2 separate regions of the Mus musculus genome follow, and region 2 is linked to region 1. Evidence: chromatin contacts called from public Hi-C data. All regions are on one chromosome and are shown on one strand. Each heading gives the region's core, a stretch centred on a gene start, on an enhancer-like site or on the middle of the called end of the contact. The rest is flanking DNA. Distances are from core to core; before and after follow the strand shown.

Region 1 (3,242 bases), core at 152-2,651:
GAGGACCTTCCCTGCTCAGTGAACACCCTTCCAGACACACCCAAAAGTGTGTCTCCTATGTGATTCCACTTCCCACCACGGTGACAATAAAGATGGCTCACTCTTCATCGGGTCTGAACTCTCGTCTCAAAGAGAATCAAATAAAACAACCAACCAGTAAGCACACACACCATTTTCACCAACAGAACTGGTCTGTCCAGGAGTTCTCTGTCCCCATCCAGCGTTAGGACCTCCCATATCCTTTTCAACATGGTGGGCCTGACCTGCTGGGTGGGTATCCAGTGCCCAGTGCCAGCTGCATCCGCTATGAGGAGGTTGCTACTAGCAAGGCCAGCTGCCAACCTGGAGCCTGGCTGAAAGAATCCGGCCCCAAGGGTTGTGGGTTTTTCTAAGCCCACACTTGACTCTGTCCGCACAGATCCAGTCTGTGTGTGTGGTCTGTGGGGAGGCTGCACCAGGGAGGCGTATCGATCAGGCTGGTCGGGAGAAGAAAGGAAAAAGACCTTCAAACAGCAAAGCTTCACGCCTGCAGAGGCTTGAAAAGACCCATGGAAACGGGGCATGCAGGTTTCCACCCCTGAGGTAGCCACACACTGTGGGTCGTGTGAGCCAGGGAAAAAGCACAGCTCTCTCTCTCTCTCTCTCTCTCTCTCTGTGTGTGTGTGTGTGTGTGTGTGTGTGTGTGCACGCGCGCACGTGCGCACACACCCGTATTTGTACAGGAGTTGTTTAGCAGCTCTTGAGTATGAATAACTCTCCTATACCAGCATGCATATGTAGCACCTGTACTGGCCAGAGAAATGTGTGTGCAGGCACGTAGTCACCCTGAACTCTCAAAGCATGCCTGTGCACACATGCTCAAGAACGCATGTATTCTACCTACCTGCCCTCTGAGAACTTCCCCCTCCGAGGGTGGGAGCAAGCACCTTTGTCCACTGTCAATTTTGTCACCTCTCACCCTTGAAACCAACCCTAACCAAAGGAACTCCCAGGACTGTCCCCCCCATCCGGGACTTCCCTCTCAGGAAGAAAAAGGTAGCCAGGACTGTGTTTATTCAATCTCAGATCCTGGCGACCAGATCTGCTAAGTATGTCAGAGGAGATTTTTTTGTAATTGCGGTTCCTGGGCCCCGCCCCCAGAGACTAATTGACAGCAATCTGAGGAAGGCACAGGCTCTGGAGATTTTTAGCACTGCGGGAGTGATTTTAACATGGTCCCAGGACTGAGAATGACTAAAGGCCCCTGCTCTTGTGGGCGTCCTTGCGCTCTAGCGGGACTGTTCCTGAGATGTGACGGTGGCGCTCCAGTCTGAAAACCTGAACACCGGCGTCTGAGCTCTCCTGCCTAGACTCTTCCCTAGGTAGGAGCTCAGCAAAGCTGACACACATCCACGCGCCGCGGCTGCCCCCTTCTGGACGGAGCCTGCAGCGCTCAGCTGCTGCGTGACCTGCAAGCTGGGTGCTACAGTCCCTTAGGGAAGGCCTTAGTAGGGCTTTGGTGGCATGCCCAGCTACTCAGGAGCTGAGACAGGAGGATTACTTGAGCCCAGGAATTGTGAGGCCAACTTGGGTAACATAGGGAGATGTTTTTTGTTTTTTGGTTTTTTTTTTTTTTGAAGAGACCAGCTGGGCACTAGAGCTCCTGCCTGTAACCCCAGCACTTAGGAGAGGAACAGAGAATCCAGGAGTTAAGGGGCCAACAAGGACTTCATAGTGAGTTCCAAGTCACCTAAAAAAAAAAAAACTGTCTTCAAAACAAAGGTCTAGGCCCAGCCTAGTGGCCTACTCAGGAGCAGGGGCAGGCAGACCTCTGTGAATTTGAGGCCAGCCTGTTCTACATAATGAGTTCCAAGACAGCCAAGGCTATAGAGTGAGATCCTGCCTTGCAAAACAAAACTTAAGCTGGGCAGTGGTGGTGCATGCCTTTAATCCCAGCACTTGGGAAGCAGAGGCAGGTGGATCTCGGTGTTCAAGGCCAGCCTGGTCTATAGAGTGAGTTCTAGCCAGGCTATACAGAGAAAGCCTGTCAAAAAAACAAAACAAAACAAAATAACAAAAACAAACAAACAAACACACCCTTTTTAAACAAAGGTAGGGGGGACTTCACACCTCTGCACCCTTCAGCCAATTGTGGTCTCCCCAGCCTTCCAGAAAGTCCTCTCCACCAGCCACCATCCTCCTCATGCCTTCCCTTCCTGATGTACCCAGTCCCTATACTAAGTCTCCCCTGTCACACTGGAAGTCCCCAGGGCAAAGGGAACAGGCCTGGGGTCCGCAGGGGCCTGTAGAATACAGGAAGCCTTCTCCAGTGGCTCCCTACCACTCTGGCTCTGTGTGAGCCAAGGCAGAGCTTCTCGCTCATACTCAAGCCCTGGGGCAAGGGGATCCTCCGTAAACTGCCAGGGGCACTCATCACGCTAGATGCCAGGTACACATTTTGTTCCGAGCATTTCACTAGTAATAAATCCCTTCATTTGTACCTAATTATCCTTATTTTGTTTTAGAATCTAGAAAACCAAGGCCCAGAGAGGTTCAGTGAGACCCAAAGAAACACACAGCGGGGTCAACTCAGAGCTGAGACTCAACCCGAGGGTTGGCTCAGGAAACCATACTTTTAACCACCCTTCCTTCTTAGGGGAGGAGAACCATTGGAGATCTATGTCCCCACTGGCCCAGGCTGGCTCCCCAATCCCTTCCCAGCAGAAATCGGCCTGGAGTCTCTGCCCGGCTGGCAGCTCAGGGGCTGTGTCGTCTCTTGCTTCCTTCTTAATTTTTCTGACAAGAGCAGCTGCCACGGCAGCTGACAGCCAGCCTGTCGGATGGAATGGGAAGGCGGGCCCAGACCTCGTTTGTCTGGTGGAAAAATGGATTTGGACAAGGGGACGGCTGAGCTTCAGGAGACAGGGGAGCACCCATGGGTGACCGGTACAGATGGGATCCCAGAAGGCTGGGGTGGGTACAGGCACGGGGCAGGAAGCCCTGGATGCTGGTGGAGGTCTGCGTAAGCCCCGCCCCCTGGATGCCGGAGAAAGCCTCGCTCCATCAGCTTCCCTTCCCCTCTCCCCATCTCCCTTCCCTCCAGTCTCTAATCAACTTCCTGGCACTGGGCCTGCATCAGTTTCTGGGGACAGAAGGCCGAGACAGGTCCATCACTGTCCTCAAGGACATCCAGGCTAGGGAAACTGCCAGGGAGACTCAACGATCCTGCAATGGTGCAGACACTCAAGGCCATCTGTTGGGGA
Region 2 (3,335 bases), core at 450-2,949, 350 kb before region 1:
TTGGGGGTCTGATGGGTAAATCAACTCACACCCCATCCACCCTCCATGCTTTGAAGTCAGAAGAGTACCTGTCTGTGATCTCCAAACTATCAGAGTCCTGCCTGAGCAGGTCCCAGCCCAGGCAGAGGAGAAAAATATGGGTCTGGAAATCGCTGCAAGGTTTTTGAAATGGAAAAGCATTCGGGACCTTCCTTTGTGAGGGAATGAGAGCCAGAGGCCTTTGCCTATTGAGTTTTCATCAAAGTAATTTATTGATCAATACAGAGAACATGGCTAGTTCAGCGATTTTGTAAAAAATCACCATGTGTTGAATACGAGGAGCACTTTGCTGGATTGTGGCACGCAAGGCCCGGTGGGATCACCCTTGTTTTATGGCCTTCTGGGAACCCGGCCCTGGCAGTTACATCTCTGTGGCTTTATCTTCATGACACCAAAACATTTGGACGGAAGAAAAAGATGGGTCAATCTTCCAGATGTTTTGTCTACCTGGCAACAAATATCAAGACGTCTCTCGAACAAGGTCAGAACAACAAACTGGAGTGAGGGATGCTGGGAAGAGGAGTGGGTGTCAGAAAACATGTTGTTCCTTCCTTACTCCCAAGGCCACAGACCGAGCAGAAGTGAGGGGCTACATTTACTGTGCATCTGCTTACTGAGACCCCCAACACCGCCACACGCAGCAGTGGCACTTTGACACCTGGAATTTCTTCTGCATTTTAACATGAGGCTAGCTCTGTGTTCCCAGAGTGACAAAGCCACGAAAAGTGAAGGTACATCCCTGCACAGAGGGCTTCCTGACTCAGCTCTATCTAGTTTGATTTGTGTTCCGGGCCTCAGTTTCCTTATGTGCAAACTTAGAGGGAAATGGAAAGCGCTAAATCCCTGCCAGTGAGCAATAGTGTTCAGCAGACATCACTGCTTCTGTGGGTGGTCCCACGGGGGGGACAGTGTGCTACAGTAGGGACACCCGAGGGTCACCCTTCTCTCTGAGTGGGCTCCTTTCCCCTCAAACCTTGGAGGGGCCCAAAGAAAGGGGTTAGGTCTCCTCTTGCCATGGCTGCAACAGGAAGTGCTAGGCCCCAGGGGAAGGCACCTGAGAGGTGGGGACCACACAGATTAGCTGCCTCTTGGGTGGGCAAGGGACCCAAGCATGACTCCCAGACACTAGGAACAAACTCTCCCAAAGGCTGAGCCTCCACTCTGATCTGCACTCTCCTAGAGTCAGGACCCCTCCCTTCCCATAGTACACTGTGGGGTCTGATGAAGTCCAGGGCTTAGACAGCATGCCAAAGGTCCCCTCCTAGTTGGTGTCAGGCCCAAGATGTTCACTCCACATCTCTGATGTGAGAGCCAATATCATCAGCACTATGTCGCCAAAATGGGACTTGTTTCCAGGCCAGGAAGGCCAGATGTCTTAAATCCCATACTGGAACAGTTGGAGGCTCAGGATCCCCAAGTTTGGATATGGGAGATAATCCGTGTATCCAACACGTATCCCAGCAGGCAGAGAAGCAAAGCCGGCCCTGAACGCCAAGAAAGCAAGAGGCCCTATTTGATCCAGAACTTAATCCACTTGCACAGAGAGCTGGAGCCGGGCAAAGAAAAAAACACTGCCCAGTCTCATCTGAAGCTGCCCATGCCACCTGCTCCAACCAGCCAGCGGGATGATATAACGGCAGGACCAGACAGCATTCACAGCTGCTTGCAAAGGGAGAGCCGGAGAGCCTTTGTCGAGAGCCACCTTCTGACAATGTCCACAGAGCACTCCTGAGTACACACAGCCCCCACTCCTGTTATAGGGAATCCAATGGTCAGTGTGAGGTACCCAGTAGCCTGTGCCTGCCTGGAGCAGGGGACCATCTGCCTTCTAGCCACAACTTTTCCCAACTCCTACCCAAGCAGAAGGCTTGGCTTTGTAAAACTACTGTACGGTCCAGAAGGAGATTGGAAAGGGTGTATGAAAAACAGCCTTATTATCCAGGTCCAATTAGTCCCTGAGACCGTGTTAGAGGGATGAGCCCACGGCCACTTCGATCAAAGCTGGCCACTTCGAGCAAGACTGGTGGTTGTTAAAATGCCCCTGCTGAGTTTGACACCTGCACCTTCTCCCCCTGCCTCAAAGACACCTTCGTGCTTGGGGGGAATTCTCAGCATAGCTCCACCCAGCACGTGTTCACTTAAGGCACTACCTCCAGAAAGGCAGAGCAGTCCCCAATGAGGGGACACAGAACTGAGGTCATCAGTCGCATGCTGCCGGCTCCCCACCTCAGGCAGGGGCCGGTCCTATCAGGTCCATCTCACTTATGACTGCCACTCAACCACACTTACTAGGACTTATTAATCATCAAACTGGGAGCAGCCGGAGCAGCCCCTGGGAACCAGCAAAAGTGTTACACTGCACACAGGCAGATCGGTAGCACGTCTTGGGGACACCCAGCCTGGGCGTCTCACTCATTGGCTTCCTTCATCCCAGGCTCCTGTTCCTTATCCTGAAGGCAGGGACAAGTCCATCAAGGAGACTATGAGAGTTACGCAGAGATTGGTAAGAAGTCTGGGTACTCTCTCTATAGCCGTGAAACCCGCCACAGACTGAGACCAGATCCCTCCCTGAGTTAGAGACGTTCCTTCCTGTCCCCGGGGGAGGTCGAGTCAGCCAAACAGAAGCGGGATAAGTCAGAGAGGGAAGACAGGAAGAACAGTCCTGTCTCTGCCATTTCTCCCTGAACTCCACTAAAAGCCAGCTTGAAGCAGGACACAGGGCATCCTGTCATGAGGAGTGATTAGAAAGCAAGAGAGGCTGTGGGGCGTGAGAATGTGCAGAAAGAAGGGGGGCACCCAAACTATACGGACACGGTCCAATGTCTGAAGGTCAGTTTACTAAAAATTAAATAAATGTATAACAGTTTAATGCAACTTAAAATTCAATCTGTGAGGGGGCACATATAGATTAAAAAAATTAGGTACACACACAGAGAATTCCTTGAATGACCCCATACACAGTGAGTGTGCTGCTTTGTTTTAATAATAATAATTTTAAAAAGATCTTTTTTTAAAGCCTAAAACAAAAATAGCCTGAAGCAAGCAAGGAGGGCCACAAGACCTCCAGCAAGACCAATGGGACAGGAGAGACTTTCCGTGCCATGCCTGCTCCTAAAATGGCTGGGGGTGGGCTCCAGACAGGCTTGGGACTGGGGGTGAGATGTGCTTCCCTGAAGGCTTCCCAGAGCAGGCGGGGCTTCTGCTAGGTTTGCAGTGTGAGGAAGAAGGGATGAAATGGAAGGCTGGAGAGAGATGGCACTGAAAGAGAGATGCTCAAGATTCACAGCATCAGAGCT

What was found. A called contact is a pair of places that touch in the nucleus more often than the background predicts.
Region 2: a contact with region 1 is called in a Hi-C map of cerebellum, with 1.8 times the contacts expected there. The contact joins two enhancer-like sites. A contact is called at or near these places in 2 of 484 Hi-C or Micro-C datasets (bone marrow-derived macrophages and cerebellum) and 2 of 115 datasets of contacts at active chromatin or transcription factors (embryonic basal ganglia and forebrain).

What each region holds. Positions count from the first base shown.
Region 1 is chr4:125,158,675-125,161,916 of GRCm38.p6, reverse strand. All of the region lies in intron 2 of Gm32611 (a long non-coding RNA gene), which reads right to left. The region is part of intron 2 of Gm40245 (a long non-coding RNA gene); the gene reads right to left. Among named protein-coding and RNA genes, the nearest start is that of Gm40245, 10 kb to the right of the region's middle. Within about 2 kb of position 1,401, at least 20 of the 459 cell types and tissues checked have an H3K27ac peak or open chromatin away from gene starts, as enhancers often do. A contact at or near this core is called in cerebellum, where this site is marked.
Region 2 is chr4:125,510,760-125,514,094 of GRCm38.p6, reverse strand. All of the region lies in intron 1 of Grik3 (glutamate receptor, ionotropic, kainate 3), which reads right to left. Among named protein-coding and RNA genes, the nearest start is that of Mir692-2, 7.7 kb to the right of the region's middle. Within about 2 kb of position 1,699, at least 4 of the 459 cell types and tissues checked have an H3K27ac peak or open chromatin away from gene starts, as enhancers often do. A contact at or near this core is called in cerebellum, where this site is marked.